Regions from separate parts of the Oryctolagus cuniculus genome. Here region 1 is linked to region 2. A link is a contact called in public Micro-C data. All regions are on one chromosome and are shown on one strand. The core of a region is the stretch at or near the end of the contact, and the rest is flanking DNA. Distances in the headings are between cores, read along the strand shown. Region 1 overlaps IKZF3 (IKAROS family zinc finger 3). Region 2 overlaps LRRC3C (leucine rich repeat containing 3C).

The links. Hi-C and Micro-C count contacts between places; a contact is called where the count stands out from the background.
Region 1: a Micro-C map of ear pinna shows a contact between it and region 2, with 7 times the contacts expected there. The contact joins two enhancer-like sites. A contact is called at or near these places in 3 of 6 Hi-C or Micro-C datasets (ear pinna, skin fibroblasts and an unstated tissue).

The regions. Positions count from the first base shown.
Region 1 is chr17:22,641,836-22,649,435 of mOryCun1.1, reverse strand. It overlaps IKZF3 (IKAROS family zinc finger 3), which reads right to left. Exons shown (of 9, transcript XM_070060746.1): 9 at 6,559-7,600. Among named protein-coding and RNA genes, the nearest start is that of GRB7, 16 kb to the left of the region's middle. Within about 2 kb of position 4,080, at least 4 of the 8 cell types and tissues checked have an H3K27ac peak or open chromatin away from gene starts, as enhancers often do. A contact at or near this core is called in ear pinna, where this site is marked.
Region 2 is chr17:22,462,976-22,470,319 of mOryCun1.1, reverse strand. LRRC3C (leucine rich repeat containing 3C) reads left to right here. Exons shown (of 5, transcript XM_017349189.3): 3 at 602-6,628. Among named protein-coding and RNA genes, the nearest start is that of LRRC3C, 9.0 kb to the left of the region's middle. Within about 2 kb of position 5,354, at least 1 of the 8 cell types and tissues checked has an H3K27ac peak or open chromatin away from gene starts, as enhancers often do. A contact at or near this core is called in ear pinna, where this site is marked.

The DNA of each region.
Region 1 (7,600 bases), core at 2,831-5,330, 180 kb before region 2:
TTCACCAAGGGAAGGCTTCCTGAGGGTGCAATCCGAGGCCAGCACCCCCGCGGGGTTCCTTCCTCATGGCCCAGTGCCAAGCACCCTGAGGAGGGGTGGAGGAAGAAGGTCCGGACACAGGCAGGGGAGCCAAGGCCAGCCGGAAGGGCCCTGCCTTCCAAGTCATGCAGCCACGCAGTTTTCTTTCTCTTTTCTTTTCTTTCTCTCTCTCTCTTTCTTCCTCTCTTTTTCTTTCTTCCTTCTTTCTTTCTTCCTCTCTCTCTCTCTCTCTCTCTCTCTCTCTCTCTCTCTCTGAAAGGGTTTATTGGTGGGGAAACCCAACAGACTGGAGGGAAGGGGCAAAGAAGGAAAAGAAGGAGAAGGAGAGCTAAGAGAGAGAACGAGAGAGAGGGCAAGAGAGGGAGAGACCAAGAGACAGAGACATCGAGAGAGCCACGTGTTCAGGAACAGGCCCTCTTAAACCTGTGCTGGGGGCAGACAGGGAAGTAGGAGCAGGGAATCCCATTAGGGTGGGGGTGGAGCTGACATCGGTGGTTGGGCCATGGGGTCACCTGGCTTCCCGCCATCGCAGCCGGGGCTAGAGCCTAGGATGGTGTCCAGGGTGTAGATCGCACTATAGATAAGACTGCACCATTTTACTAACACCCCCCCTTTATTTTTTTTAATAAAGCGAGAGTTGTATGGGACTACATTAGCCCAAAAAGTCCAGCAGGGGTAGACGGACGATGCTCTGTCTTTAGAGCTACTTTCTGCTGACATGGGGCGATGTCAAGCCGCTGTCTCCTGGGTGGCGAGCCCAGCATATCCCTGTAGCAGCATTTGGTTGACCGCCTGGCTGGTGAAGGTCTTGGTTCATTCCATTATCACCTCCTGTAAACACACAGAATTTGGAAGGCTGGTGTGTGGATGGAGATCACGGAGCGTTCGGTGGTGTGGAAGGAGTTCTGGGTTGTGTTTGTGACTGGCAGAAATCCAGGACCCCAGAGCAGCTCAGAGATCCCCGAAGGGAGAGCCTGGATCCGAGTTACGGCACCAATGTGAGGCGGCCACAAAACACACCAAACACGGGAGTAAGGGGAAGGGTTTATTGGTAGGGAAACCCGACAGAATGGAGGGAAAGGGCAAAGAAGGAAAAGAGGGAGGAGAGGGTAAGAGAGAGATCAAGAGAGATTTTTTTTTTTTTTTTGACAGGCAGAGTGGACAGTGAGAGAGAGAGAGAGACAGAGAGAAAGGTCTTCCTTTGCTGTTGGTTCACCCTCCAATGGCTGCTGTGGCAGGCGCACTGCGCTGATCCGAAGCCAGGAGCCAGGTGCTTCTCCTGGTCTCCCATGCAGGTGCAGGGCCCAAGCACTTGGGCCATCCTCCACTGCACTCCCGGGCCACAGCAGAGAGCTGGCCTGGAAGAGGGGCAACCGGGACAGAATCTGGCACCCCGACCGGGACTAGAACCCGGTGTGCCGGCGCCGCAGGCAGAGGATTAGCCTACTGAGCTGCGGCGCCAGCCAAGAGAGATTTTTTTTTAAAGATTTATTTATTTATTTGAAGGCAGAGTCGCAGAGAGGCAGAGGCAGCGGCGGGTGTGTGTGTGTGTGTGTGTGTGTGTGTGTGTGTGTGTGTGTCTTCCATCCACTGCTTCACTCCCCAGATGGCCACGATGGCTGGAGCTGCGCCGATCCAAAGCCAGGAGCCAGGAGCTTCTTCCAGGTCTCCCACGTGGGTGCAGGGGCCCAAGGACTTGGGCCATCTTCTACTGCTTTCTCAGGCCACAGCAGAGAGCTGGGTCAGAAGTGGTGCAGCCGGGACTTGAACCAGCACCCACATGTGATGCCGGCACTGCAGACAGCATCTTTACCTGCTATATCACAGCACTAGTCCCCCAAGCAGTCTTCTAAGTCCTCCCGGAGCCCTGTGTCAGCCCCTGGTGCAGGTTGTGGGAAGAACTGCTTCGGGGGGGTGGGGGGCACAGCCTTTTGGTGTATCCAGAGAGCAGACGGAAAAGGCGGCCCAGAGCCGAGAGGCAGGCGTCTGCACAAACCGCTTTCCTGTCCGGTGCTGTTGGCGGAACCTCAGCTTTGGGGTTGGGGAGGGGTGTGCAGTGGCAACCTGGGACAAGGACTGGGGGCTTCCAGCTGAGGCAGGGAGCTGGCGAGGAGGGAAAGGGGGGCTGGATCTTAGGCGAGCTGAGTGCTGCCAGCAGGGAAGCAGGTGCCCCAGAAGCTCCCCGGGCAGGCAGCGGCGCTGGGAAGTGCGGGCACCGTCCGGGCTGAGTAGGGCTATGCTCCTCCTGAGCCTAGTGGAGTCTGGGCCGAGCTACGATGGCCTCTCGTGCCCCCTTGCAGAGCTGCCATCCACCACAAAGAGGGGCACTATGGCGGTGTTTTTTCTCCAGGGCCCTGGGCGAAGCAGTTTGGCTGAAAGGCAGAGAAATAACCGTCTCCCAGCCACTGGTTCATTCCCCAAATGCCTCCAACAGCCAGGACTGGGCCAGGCTGAAGCCAGGAGCCCAGAGCGCAGGCCACCTGCTGCCTCCCAGGGGTGCCTTAGCAGGAAGCTGGAATGTGGAGTGGGCCAGGTCCTCAAACCCAGGCACTTAGATGTGGGCATGGGCGTCCCACGCATCAGCCAAACTGCTGAGACTCACGCTGGCCCCTGAAGCTGCGTTTTTGTGGCCCGGTTTGCTCTTAAACTTGGATCAGTCTCTCTTGGGGTGCTTTGGAGAAGGCTGTGGGAGATGAGGGGATAAAGCCACCCCTTTAGGGCACCACTGAATGCCAATAAGATCTTGTATGGGGGCAGGGACCCTGTAACCTTGGGACCTAAGGGGAAGCGTAACCGGCTCCTGCACCCCCCATACCTGCGGCCCAAGGGCAAGTTCACTGGCATTTACCTGCCAATTCCTGTGCCCTGAGTCAGATCCTCCAGGACACGTGGAAGCAGGCGTTCCCGCTGGGAGCCACAACAATCTTCCAAAGGAGTCCAGCGACCTCCTCTCTCTCCCAGCCTGGGCCCTCCATCAGTCCCCATACAGGCTCCCCACCTTGAGCTCCCCCTTCCCAGCAAGCCACCTTGCCCCAAGGTCTTGGAGCTTGGCTTTTGGGCAAAGCTGGAGTAGGAGTGATGAGGAAGCCCCGGGAACCCATCCCCAAGGCCGGCCGTTCTGGACACGTGCGCATGCCCCTCCTCAGCCCAGGCAGCATGGAGGTGCCACCGGCGGCGCAAGACTCCACAGGGCCACCTGTCTGCCTCGCCAGGGGGCGCGCCTCGGCTCAGCAGGGTCTCCGGCGGCGAGCCCATCACCACGGGGGTCAGCCTGGTCTTCAGTAGGGGTCGGTGTTGCGATCTGTGGGCAAGGCCTTCAAGCCTCGCGTGGCATCCAGGCGCGACGGCCAGGCGGGGCCCGCGTGTGGTCGTAGTCAGGGGGCTCCAGCTCCCTGTGTCACCGAGCCCCGGACGTGGACGGCACCGGGCCGGCTCAGCCGCGCGGCTGCAGCGACACCCAGCGGCCGTCGTGGGAAGTGCGGGAGCCTCACGCGGTTCCCACTCGTGGTTCCGGGAGGGCACCCCGGGAGAGCGGGCGCGTGCAAGCAGGCTGCCCGTGGGGCACTTCCTTCCCTCCCCCGTTTCCTCCCCGGCCGTCGCCCGAGCGCCGGGAGATCCTGCCCGGCTGCAGTGCCCGGAAGGGCGGGGCGGGGCGCAGCGGCGGCGCTGGGCTGTGACCCTGGCAGTTTCACTTCTGGATGCCGCTCGGGCTGTGATGGGAGGGCCCCCCCGGGGGGGGGGGGGCTGCAGGGGACACGCGGGCTCGGGACCCCGACTGAGGGATAGCTTTTAACTCGCGGGTGTCACGCGACCCACGCCTTCCTCCGTTTTCCACCCCCACCCGCCGTGGTTCCACTCCGCTGTCCCCGGAGCTACCGCCGCCGCCGCCGCCAGCGCCCCCGCGGGGGCTGCCGACCCCCGGAGAGGCCCCGAGCGGCGTGGGCGGCAGGAGGAGCGAGCTGTGAAGCCGCAGGCGGGGGTTAGGCTGCGGGCTGCGCAGAGCCGAGCTGTTTCTCAGAAGTGCAGCCGCCCCTCCCCTCACACCCGCTCCGCTCCCACCTCGCCGCCCGCACCCTTCCCCCGGGGCGGCCGCGCGCTTTCCTCTCGGCGTCCCAGGCTGGGAATCCGGGCGGGGTCTGGATCCGCGCAGGACTAACCGGAGGGCGCGAGGAGAGGCGGGGGTTCGGATCCAGCCGCGGGGCCGCTATTCAGAGTGTCCCCCACCCCGGTTCCACAGATGAGGGGGTAGGAGCTGTCGCCTCTCCTTCGCCCCTCGCCGGCGCCGGGATTGGATTTCATATAACAGTGAAGAAAGTGACCTCTGGGGAACCGCCGGCGGTCACTCGCTCTCTGCAGCCCGGTGGCCAGGAGAAGCGAGAGGGAAGGGGTTGGATCTGCTCCATCCCTGGTCTTGTTTCTGGAGTTTGGGGGCCCATCTGGAGGCCGCCCAGCAGCGGGCTGAGGCCAGGCTTAGAGGCCCAGCCGTTAGGAGCTGTGGGCTCCCTGACTGCAGAGCGGCAAGGCTGGGACTGGAACCCAGGGCTCCCATTCTGGCGGGAGTCTGACCCAAGCTGGCCACGCTGAGACTTCAGAGCTTGGGGTCACAGGACCCTCCTGCTGTCCCCCCGCGCGCACACACACACACACACACAGCTCCCCAGGGGTGAGAGGGAGGGTGGTACTGAGAATGTCACTGGAGGGGGGGGGGAGTGGGATGTCAACTGGGCTGGTGGCAGGACGAGCCTGGGGGAGGAGGTGGCCTCTGCCCCATTCCCATCCACCAGCCGCCCCCAGGACTGTGGTTTATTTGACGAGGCAGATCTTCTGGGCCAGGGGGCCCTGGGGGCTGCCGGGTAGGTGAGGTGATGGGAAGAGGCTGTTCTGGGGCTTCCTGCCTGCTCACTCCTGGGGAAGGCAGGGGTGGGGTGAGGTGGGGTGGGGTGGGGTGGGGTGGGGTGGGGTGGCAGGCCTCTCACCCACAAGCCCTGTAACCTCCATTCTTTCCCCTGCATGGTCTTTCCTTGGCTGTGTGCATGCTATTCTGGGGGCAGGTCTGTTATTTGGGGGGGAGGGAGGCAGCTGCCTACTTCACAGGTCAAGACAGAGTTAAAAACAAAACCGCGGCAAACTCAACACCCCGTGTCCTTCGGGGACTTTCCATGACACCTTCCTTCCCCCTCTCCCCCATGGCCAGGGAGTACCTCCCCAGAGGGCCTCCCCACCCCAGGTGCAGTGGCTTTTGGCTTTTATGCAAACAACCGTCTGACCGGGAATGTGCCACAGCCAGTGTGCCTCTCCACTTGCCCCTCCACAGCCCTTCAGGCCAGCGCGCCTGGCCTTCCCTGGGTGCTCACCTCCACTCTTCATCTAGGGATGGAAGTGAGGGAAGGGAGCCAGGTCGTTCCCCACCCTGCCTGCTGGGTGATGGGGTCGGGGAGGAGTGGAGGTGCAGCCGTGGCCTCCCCTATCAGGCCTACCACCCTCTAAAGCATCAGACTGTTCCCAAGAACCGGGAAAGGGAGCCACCCTCTGGCAGGAAGGAAGCCCATCAGGCCTGATGGGAGTCTCCAGGGCTCAGCTCACCGCCATCAGGGTCTCCCCGCCTCCCGTTTCTTTCTGGGCTGCTGCTGCTTTGAGGAGGGAGTGGAAGGGGGAAGGCAGTGCACCACTTTCTCCAAGGCTGAAAGCCAGCGCCTGGAGGCTGTGTGGGAATGTATTTGATGTTCAGCGATAAAGGCAGGCTGCTCTGCCCTTCCTCTTTCCCGTCCTTAGGGTAGAGGGGCTGCAAAGCCTGCTGGAGTTCCTGGAAGCAGCCTGGTGGTGCAGTCGGGAGTGGGGCCGTGCTGCGCACACAAGCCAGGGGAAGCTGCCGCCAACCCAGTGCTTGGCTCATCCCAAGCTTCAGAAACACTTCCTCTTGCACCGAAGAGAGACAATGGAGCGTGCTCTAGACGAGGCCGAGCAGAAGACCAGACCATCCCTCAGAGCCTTCTCAAACACTGAGCGAGAACGTAGGGTAACAGCACTGGGAGAGAGCTGCCCCATCCAATGCTGTTTCCTGCCAACATCATAGGTTTAGGCCTCCAAGTAGCTAAAGACTATATTTAGATGTGGCTAAGTTCAGTGACTGACTGCACCCTGAGTTTCCCAAAGTGGATGTTGAGATCTCAGATGAAAATGTCAGGGTGAATTTCTGTTGGGGGGTGGGAGGGCAGAGCAGTGACTAAGGGTAAGGGGACGTTGTGTGCTGTGTGTTGATCCTGCTGAGTCCAGGTCTTCAGCCTCCTTGGTCCCCTTAGCAAATCAGAGCCTTACTGCGGGTGCCCAGAGGCCGCAGCAGAACACCAGCAGCAGGCTCAGGAAGATGTCCAGCGAGCTACTTCACTGTGGGGATCATTCCACTTATCTTGGAACCTGGGCTTTAAGAACAGCCAGAAGGGCTAAATTAAGGAAATATTCCTGGGGGCAGAATTAAAAACCCTCCCATTCTCTGACTACAAATGACAGGCACACAAGGACTATCACACAAAAGGATTTATTTTCCAGTGTAAAAACCAAACACGATCAAGGAATCTCGAAAATGCAGGGGTGTTTCCGATGCAAAGATGCACTCAGTGGATCTGGCGAGGTTAGCGGTCAGCACGGCTACAGTTCAGAAGCTGCCTTTTTTGGACATTCTTTACAGAGGTGAGGCGTGGGGTGCTTTTCGGTGCTCTGAATGGTTGGACTCCAGAGGAGTGAAGAGGGAGAGTCACTACTGTCTGAGAAATGCAAAGAGGCCCTGAGCCCAGGCTGGGTCCAACTGCCTGAGGGTCAAGGGCACCCTCCCCTCCTGGCGGAGAAGCCACTCTGAGTCCCAGGCTACCTCCTGTTCCTCCCCTGTCATTCTGCAGACAAGGGTCATTCAAAGACCACACGTGTGGTGACTTTGGCAACCAGAAATTAAAAATAAGCTATGGTTTTTCCAGCAGCCAAAATGATCCTTCACCAAAAAGTTCACAGACTGAGAACCTGAGCATGCAAAACCACAGTCTGGGTGAAGGGATGTCTGCTTTTTAAATGACCTGCTAATTCTTTGCAACCCACAGTAATTTGGTTTCTGTGAACCCACAGACACAGGCCCACCAAAAAGGGCCTTGTCTGCTAGCCTGGAAAAGCTCTTGTATAAATGAGTCACTGGCAACGGGATCCGTCGTTTTTAGGGCTATCTCATTTTACGGTGTGTTTTCTCAGTCTTTTCAGGAGATGGAGAAGCAAGCTTCATTTATCCGGAACGTGAAATAGGCTCCACAGCATGGGCAAAGGGCTGGGAGAAGGCAGGCAGCATCGTGGGCCGCTCTGCAGGCTTTCTGAACAGAATCAGTGGAGAGTGGGGCAGCAAGAACCATTTGCAGAAGTGCGAAGTTCCTGGGGGAGCAAATGGCTGAGGGCTCCTGGATGGCAGGGCGGCAAAGCTATTCTGCTTGCCGGGGTGCATGAAGAGCCTGTAGCACATGGCTGACTCACATGGGTTCCGAGGTTCAACACAGTCTCTGCCCTTTTGTATTGAAATGAAGTGAAG
Region 2 (7,344 bases), core at 4,105-6,604:
TCTCTGTGTAACTCTGACTTCCAAATAAATAAATCTTTTTTAAAAATTATTTTAAAATCTCCTTTATCTTTTACAAGTTTATAGTAAAATGTTGTCAATGAAATCATACAATGACTGGATTTGCTCAGAAATAATCTGGCTGGAGCTTTGTGGCTATAAAAGAAACAAGATGGGCCCTGAGGTGGTATATAACGCAGCTGTGTCATGGGGATGTGAGGTTCCTTATATTATTTTCTCCATGTTTCTATGTGTGAATTGTGTCTAATAAAAAGTTTTTCTGGGGGCCAGGGTTGTGGCACAGTGGGTTAAGCCATTATGCGTGATTCCAGTATCCAATATCGGAGCCCCAGTGAGTGCCAGCTTTTCTGCTTCTGATCCAGCTTCCTGGTGATGTGCCTGGGAGACAGTGGAAGATGGCCCAAGTGTTTGGGCCTCTGCCACCCATGGGGAAGACCTAGATGGTGTTCCAGGCTCCCAGCTCAGCCTGGCCCAACCCTGGCCATTGTGGCCATTTGGGGAATAGATCTCTCTCTGTCTGTCCCTCTCTGTGTCACACTGCCTTTCAAATAAATAAAATAATTTTTTTAAATGTTTTTTCTAGGGGCCAGCACTGTGGCATAGCAGGTTAAGCTGCCGCCTGCAATGCCAGCACCCTATATGGGTACTGGTTCGAGACCCAGCTGTTCCATTTCGCATTTGCTCCCTGCTAATACACCTAGGAAAGCAGCCCAAGCTCTTGGGCTCCTGTACCCATGTGGGAGACCCAGAGGAAGCCCCTGGCTCCTGGTTTCAGCGTGGCCCAGCCCTGGTCATTGAGGGCCATTTGGGGAGTGAACCAGTGGATGGAAGATCTCTCTCTGTTTCTCCTTCTCTCTCTATAACTCTGCCTTTCAAATAAATAAATAAATCTTTTTTAAAAGAAAGTTTTTCTAAACCCGCATATGCATTACTGATTAAGAGAAGCAAAAATGGAGCAGCACTAGTAAGATCCTGGCACCGTATTGCCCAGCTCCTTTAGTTACAGCTGTGTGACCTCAGCCAGGTCACCGAGGCTCTCTGTGCATCAGTAACCTCATTTCCAAGCAGGGGTAGTGGTGATCAGGATAATATCACCTCGGATTAATCGGGTAAATGTGAACCACTCAGAACAACACCTGGCACACGGGTGCTCATATGTGTGGTGTCTTATCAATTAATTCCACATTTGAATATCTGAGCCTCTACTAGGCTATGGAAATTCAGCAAAATAAAAAAAGATCTTGTATTGGGATAGAGGGGGACTCAGGGTGATCTCTTTCCTTCTCAAGTTTCAAACTTTGTGTGATGTGATATTACTGCTAAATTTTTTATGAAAGGTGTGTTTGGAGTGGAGTGAGCCACTGCCACAGGTTCTCCTTGCCCTCTGGGTGTCCTGGGTCTGCTGAGGCAGCCACATTCCCCTGCCAGGGGCGTGTCCAGACACACACCCACACAGGCCCGGATAGCAGGATGATAAACAGGGAACACACTCCCCGGATCACGGCAGCTGCGAGAAGCCGGGAGAAAGCGCATCAGAACCAGAGACCTTGCCCTGGCCCCTGGGGGCAAGAGTGCCACAGCCCCACTCCCACTAGCCCTCCTGACCCATCGCCCACCCCGCTTCCAGAAGGGAAGAAAGAAAGAACAGTTTGTTGCATTGACAGTTGGGGTGTTCTGTTTGGGTGGGGCAAGGGTGAAACCAAAGGAGCACTGAGGAACCTCCAGAGAACCCCAGAGCAGGGAGAGCCAGGAGCATCCCCTGGGCACTCTGGCCAGCCAGCCTCGCCAGCTGGCCATTGGCTCTTTTGGGCTGCAAAGGGAAAGGGCTGAGCTGGCCAGCATGCCAAACCAACACCTGGGAACTGGAAACTCCCTCTGGGAACCAAGGGCTGACCTGGGTTTTAGGAACCCCTCAGTCTTCATATTCTTTGATCTGCACAATTAACATTCTCTCCCGTGAATAATACCACAGGGCGAAAGGGTAATGGAGGGACAGGTGTCTGGTGTAGCTGTTCAGACACTGCTTCAGGAGCCAGCACTGTGGCATAGCGGGTAGAGCCATTGCCTGCAGGGCTGGCATCCCATATGGGCACCGATTTGAAACCTGGCTGCTCCACTTCCGATCCAGCTCCCTGCTATGGCCTAGGAAAGCAGTAGAAGATGGCCCAAGTCCTTGGGCCCCTGCACCCGTGTGGGAGACATGGAAGAAGCTCCTGGTTCCTGGCTTCAGATCAGCCCAGCTCTGACCATTGCAGCCATTTGGGGAGTGAATCAGCAGATGAAAGATCTCTCTCTCTCTCTGTCTGCTTCTGCCTCTCTATAACTCTACCTTTCAAATAAATAAACAAAAGACATCAACATCCCAGAGCTGGCTCTGTTTCCCATTCCAGCTTCCTGCTAATGCACACCCTGGGAGACAGTAGGTGATGGCTCAAGTAATTGGGACCCTACTACCTATCTGGATAGTAGGGTGGCCAGAGTCCCAGTTCTGGCTTCAGCCTGCCTCAGCTCCATCTGTTGCAGGCATTTCAGTAGTGAACCTGTAGATAGGAGATTCTCTCTCTTTCTCTCGCTCTCGCTCTCTCTCCCTGTCTTCAAAGTAATAAGTAAAAAATAAAGAAATGTAAGGGAAATGGATATAAAACCAGTAGCTTCAAGACAAAACCCCTAACACTCTTCCAATTGAGGGTTTTTTAAAAGATTTATTTAAAAAGAAAGGCAAAGCGGGCCGGCGCTGCAGCTCACTAGGCTAATCCTCCGCCTAGCGGCGCCGGCACACCGGGTTCTAGTCCCGGTCGGGGCACCGGATTCTGTCCCAGTTGCTCCTCTTCCAGGCCAGCTCTCTGCTGTGGCCAGGGAGTGCAGTGGAGGATGGCCCAGGTGCTTGGGCCCTGCACCCCATGGGAGACCAGGAAAAGCACCTGGCTCCTGGCTCCTGCCATCGGATCAGCGCGGTGCGCCGGCCGCGGCGGCCATTGGAGGGTGAACCAACAGCAAAGGAAGACCTTTCTCTCTGTCTCTCTCTCTCACTGTCCACTCTGCCTGTCAAAAAAAAAAAAAAAAAAAAAAAAGGCAAAGCAACAGAGAGAGAGAGAATCTTCCATCGATTGATTCACTCCCCAAATGCCCACAACAGCCAGGTCTGGTCCAAGCTGAAGCAAAGAAACCAGAATTCCTTCCGGGTTTCCTACGTGGGTGGCAGGGTCTCACACACGCAGGCCATCTGCTGCCCTCCCAGGTGCAGTAATGGGAGCTGGATTAGAGCTTTTCAACTGGTAGCTTAACTGACTGCACCATGTCAGCTCCACAGTTGAGTTCTTACTTCCAGCAGGCCCCGCCCCCCTAGAAATGTGGAGTGGCTACTGCCCCCAGACCACCTTCTTCCCCTGTGTAGGGCCAGTTCCTCCTTAATCACAATCACAGCAAATGTTATTGTTTGCTGTGTTCCAGGGTTTATGTGTATAAACTCCCCCACTAGGGGCTTCTTCCATGTCTTACCCACCTTTGCATCTCCAGCACTGAGTGGATTCCCAACAAATACGAGCTGGAGTGTGTAACTGAAGCCGGTCTTCCGGACTGCAGCCACACAGAGCTTCTCACCTTTGCCGGAAAACAACTTGCTCTGTCTTGCTCTTATCTCAGTCTACAGCATTTTCCCTCCTCCCCTTTTCCATGTGGTGGACTCCTATTCACCCCCAAATCCTAGCTCACCTGCTACCCTCTCTGTGACACTATCTCCAGTAGCTGGGTAGTGACCACTGCTTTATCCTCTGGGCTTCGCTGACCACTGTGACAACTCAGCAGGAGCCACCCCTGTGCTCGCCGCCGGTGGCTGTGTTTATGGGCACACTAGCCCTTCTCCCCTGTGGGCAGAATGTTTAATTCTCGGCTGGCGCTGCGGCTCACTAGGATAATCCTCCGCCTTGTGGCACCGGCACCCCGGATTCTGGTCCCGGTCGGGGCGCCGGATTCTGTCCCGGTTGCCCCTCTTCCAGGCCAGCTCTCTGCTGTGGCCAGGGAGTGCAGTGGAGGATGGCCCGGGTACTTGGGCCCTGCACCCCATGGGAGACCAGGATAAGTACCTGGCTCCTGCCATCGGATCAGCGCGGTGCGGCGGCCATTGGAGGGTGAACCAACGGCAGGGGAGGATTTCTGTCTCTCTCTCTCTCACTGTCCACTCTGCCTGTTTAATTCTGTGCATCCCCGATGCTACACAATAGGTGCTCAGGTGTATGTTGAACAAACCACAGCGCATGTCCAAGGATGGGAATGCAAGATGCATACACACTTTGTCCTTTTCCACAAAGGACGACAAAGCAGAGGCCTTTGCTGTCCCTCCTCCCTAAACTGCCCAGTAGCCTGGCGTTAGATGGGCCCCCAGATGACCTACCCCTCCTCCTTCCTCTCAGTTGGCCCCTGTCCAGGCTGAACATGCGGGTTTCCAGCACCAGGGAGGAAGAGTTCCCCTCCATCCACTCAGTGGTCGGGAAGCCAAGCCTTGCACGCCACCCGCTCCTGTACACACACTGCTTCCTCACCTGAGGAACCCAGCCTTGGAGGCCTTGAAATGACACTTCTTAGCGAAGCCTTCTCTCACAGCCCCGGTGAGTTGGCACACCAGTTAAGAATGCTCTCAGTTGAAAGCAACAGAAAACCCAAGTAATGATTCTGACACTGGGTTGCCATTAGAATCACCTAAGGAGCTTTTCAAAATCCCCATCCCTGGACGCATGCCAGATCAACGCAATCAGAATCTCTGTGGGTGAGCCCAGGCACCAGGAGTTTCAAAGCCTCCTGTAATCTAATGTGCAGCCAAGGGGAGAGCACAGAAGCAGGGGTTTGTCTTTCTTACCTAATGAACCTAGAGGTGGGCGCTTGCTGGTGCTGGTCGAATAGATCAGTGATGTCCAGGCCAACATCTCCGTGATACTTTTTAAAACTTCCATTTACTCTCCTTATTTGGGAGGCAGAGAGACAGAGAGAGCTCCTACCCACTGGTTCATCCTCCACAGGTCGGTGAGCCAGGAACTGAATCCAAAGTGCATGGCAGGGACCCAACCTCTTGAGTCACAACCTACTACCTTCCAAGATGCACACCAGCAGGAAGCTGGAACTGGGAGCAGAGCTGGGACTCAAATCCAGGCCCCCCAACATGGTAGGCAGCATCCTAAATGCTGTGCCAAATGCCTGACACTTAGCAATACTCTTGATTTTCTTTTCTGCTTTTCTGCCTCATTATCACAAGAAAGCTGGAGTTCACTGTGTCCAAAGCAGGAAGAAAGTGGGAGAGAAAAGAGCAGAGCCCAGCCCCATCCTCTCATGACAAAAATCAGGCTGTCCCAGAAACGTCAGCAGCAGAGTCTCACTTAGCCGTCACATCACACCTGGGCCACCTCCAGCTGCAGAGGAGGCTGGACAAGTGGGCACCACGATACTTTATGGGTTGAAGGGTGAATCAGGCTCAGTCCTCAGGGGCTGAATACACTGTTACTCCCAAACTGCTGAGTGCTTTCAAGCAGGCAGCCAGCAGGTTCTGCCACCTTATATATGTATATGCTGTGTGCGTCATAGCTGCTTGTACGCACTCCAGCTATGGAAGACACCACATTAATGTGTTGTGGGGACATGTGGAGACATGTCTATGTTTCCCTCTACACTGACAGTTCTCATCTCTGGCTGCACATTACAAATACCTAGGGAGCTCTAGAAAGATAAAAGTGCCTCGAGCTCATCCATAGTGATTTTAATTTAATTGGTCCAAATGGAGTCCCAGCATAACTAATTTTTAAAAGCTCCCCAAGTGATTCTAATGTGCAGGCTGAGTTTTGGAAACCACTGCTTCACATCCAGTGCCTTAAGAACCCCTAGGGGAGGGGTTGTGGTGCAGTGTGGTTAAACCGATTCTCCAGATGCCCACAATCTGCATTAGAGTGCCAGTTCAAGTCCTGGCTCCTTCATTTCTGACCCAGCTTCCTGCTAATGCACCTGGGAAACATCAGATGATAGCCCAAGTACATGGGTTCCCACTACCCCTGAGGGAGACCCAGATGGAGTTTCCGGCTCCTGGCTTTGGCCCAGCCAAGCCCCAGCTATTGTGGGCATTTGAGTGAACCAGCAGACAGATCGCTCTGTTTCCCTCTGTCTCTCTGGCACTCTGCCTTTCGAAAATAAACAAACAAACAAACCTCTTAAAAATGTTTTTGCACCAAAATAAACTTATCTTTTAATTTTTTTTTAATTTGAGAGGTGACAGAGAGACAGAAAGAGGGTTCCCATGTGCTGGTTCATTCCTCAATTGCCAAAAATGTCCAGGGTTGGGCAGGGTCAAAGCCAGGAGTCAGCAACACAATTCAGGCCTCCACGAGGGTGGCAGGAACATGAGCCATCACAGCTGCCTCTCAGGGACCACATTAGCAGGTTCCAGAGCCAGGAATTGAACCCAGGTATTTTGGTGTGGGACGTGGGCAGCGTAACCAATACCTCAACCTCTAAGCTAAACGTCCACCTCACAAACTTACCCTCTAATTCCATTCTTCTGTGAACTTTTAGAAGAACCCTCTAGGGCTGGCAGGAATCCCTACTGAATGAACGAACGGCAGAGAAGAGTGAGGTGTGTACTGTCCTAACTGTGGTCCTTCCCTTCTTCAAATCTCACTTCTTTACCGAGCCCTGCACGTAACTTCTGTTAGTTATCCACATCTGCAGCCCAGCTGGACTCTCCTGTGTGCCCACACTGCCTGCTTCTCCAGCTGCTGGACTGAATAGCCCAGTCCCACTCTTCGCTGGCAGCTGCCCTAGGCTGAGAAGGAGATAACTCTCTCTCTTGATAGCCAGGCTCAGCCCATGGGCCTCAGCTAAACCGCCTGACCAGTGTGAGAGAACATCAGGAGGTAGAGACGTCCCAAGCCTTCTACCCCCACAGCCCACCGTCACCCTAAAATGGACACCCAAGCATGCAGCAGCAGAGTGCCTGGCCTAACTAATTAGCAATGCACAGAGAAAATTTTTGCTTCTCCTGCCCACATGTAGAAAATGAATCTTATCTGATTCTTTGGACAAATGTGAGTCTGAGAAATGCCCCTGCTGACATCAGAGGAATGAGTCAGGGGTGAGTACATGCCCAGAGCTGATATCATCTGGTCCCCTACCATGTGCTTCTGAAACTGCTTGTTCAAAGGTAACCGACAGGCCAGGCTTCACAAGTGCACAGCTGTGCGCTCGCCCTGGGCCCCAGCCCCCTGATCACGAGGGCCCTGCACTTGGTTTTACCCTCTGCTACCGCTGCCTTGGAATTCTTAACAGTTTTTGCACAAAAGGCCCCACATT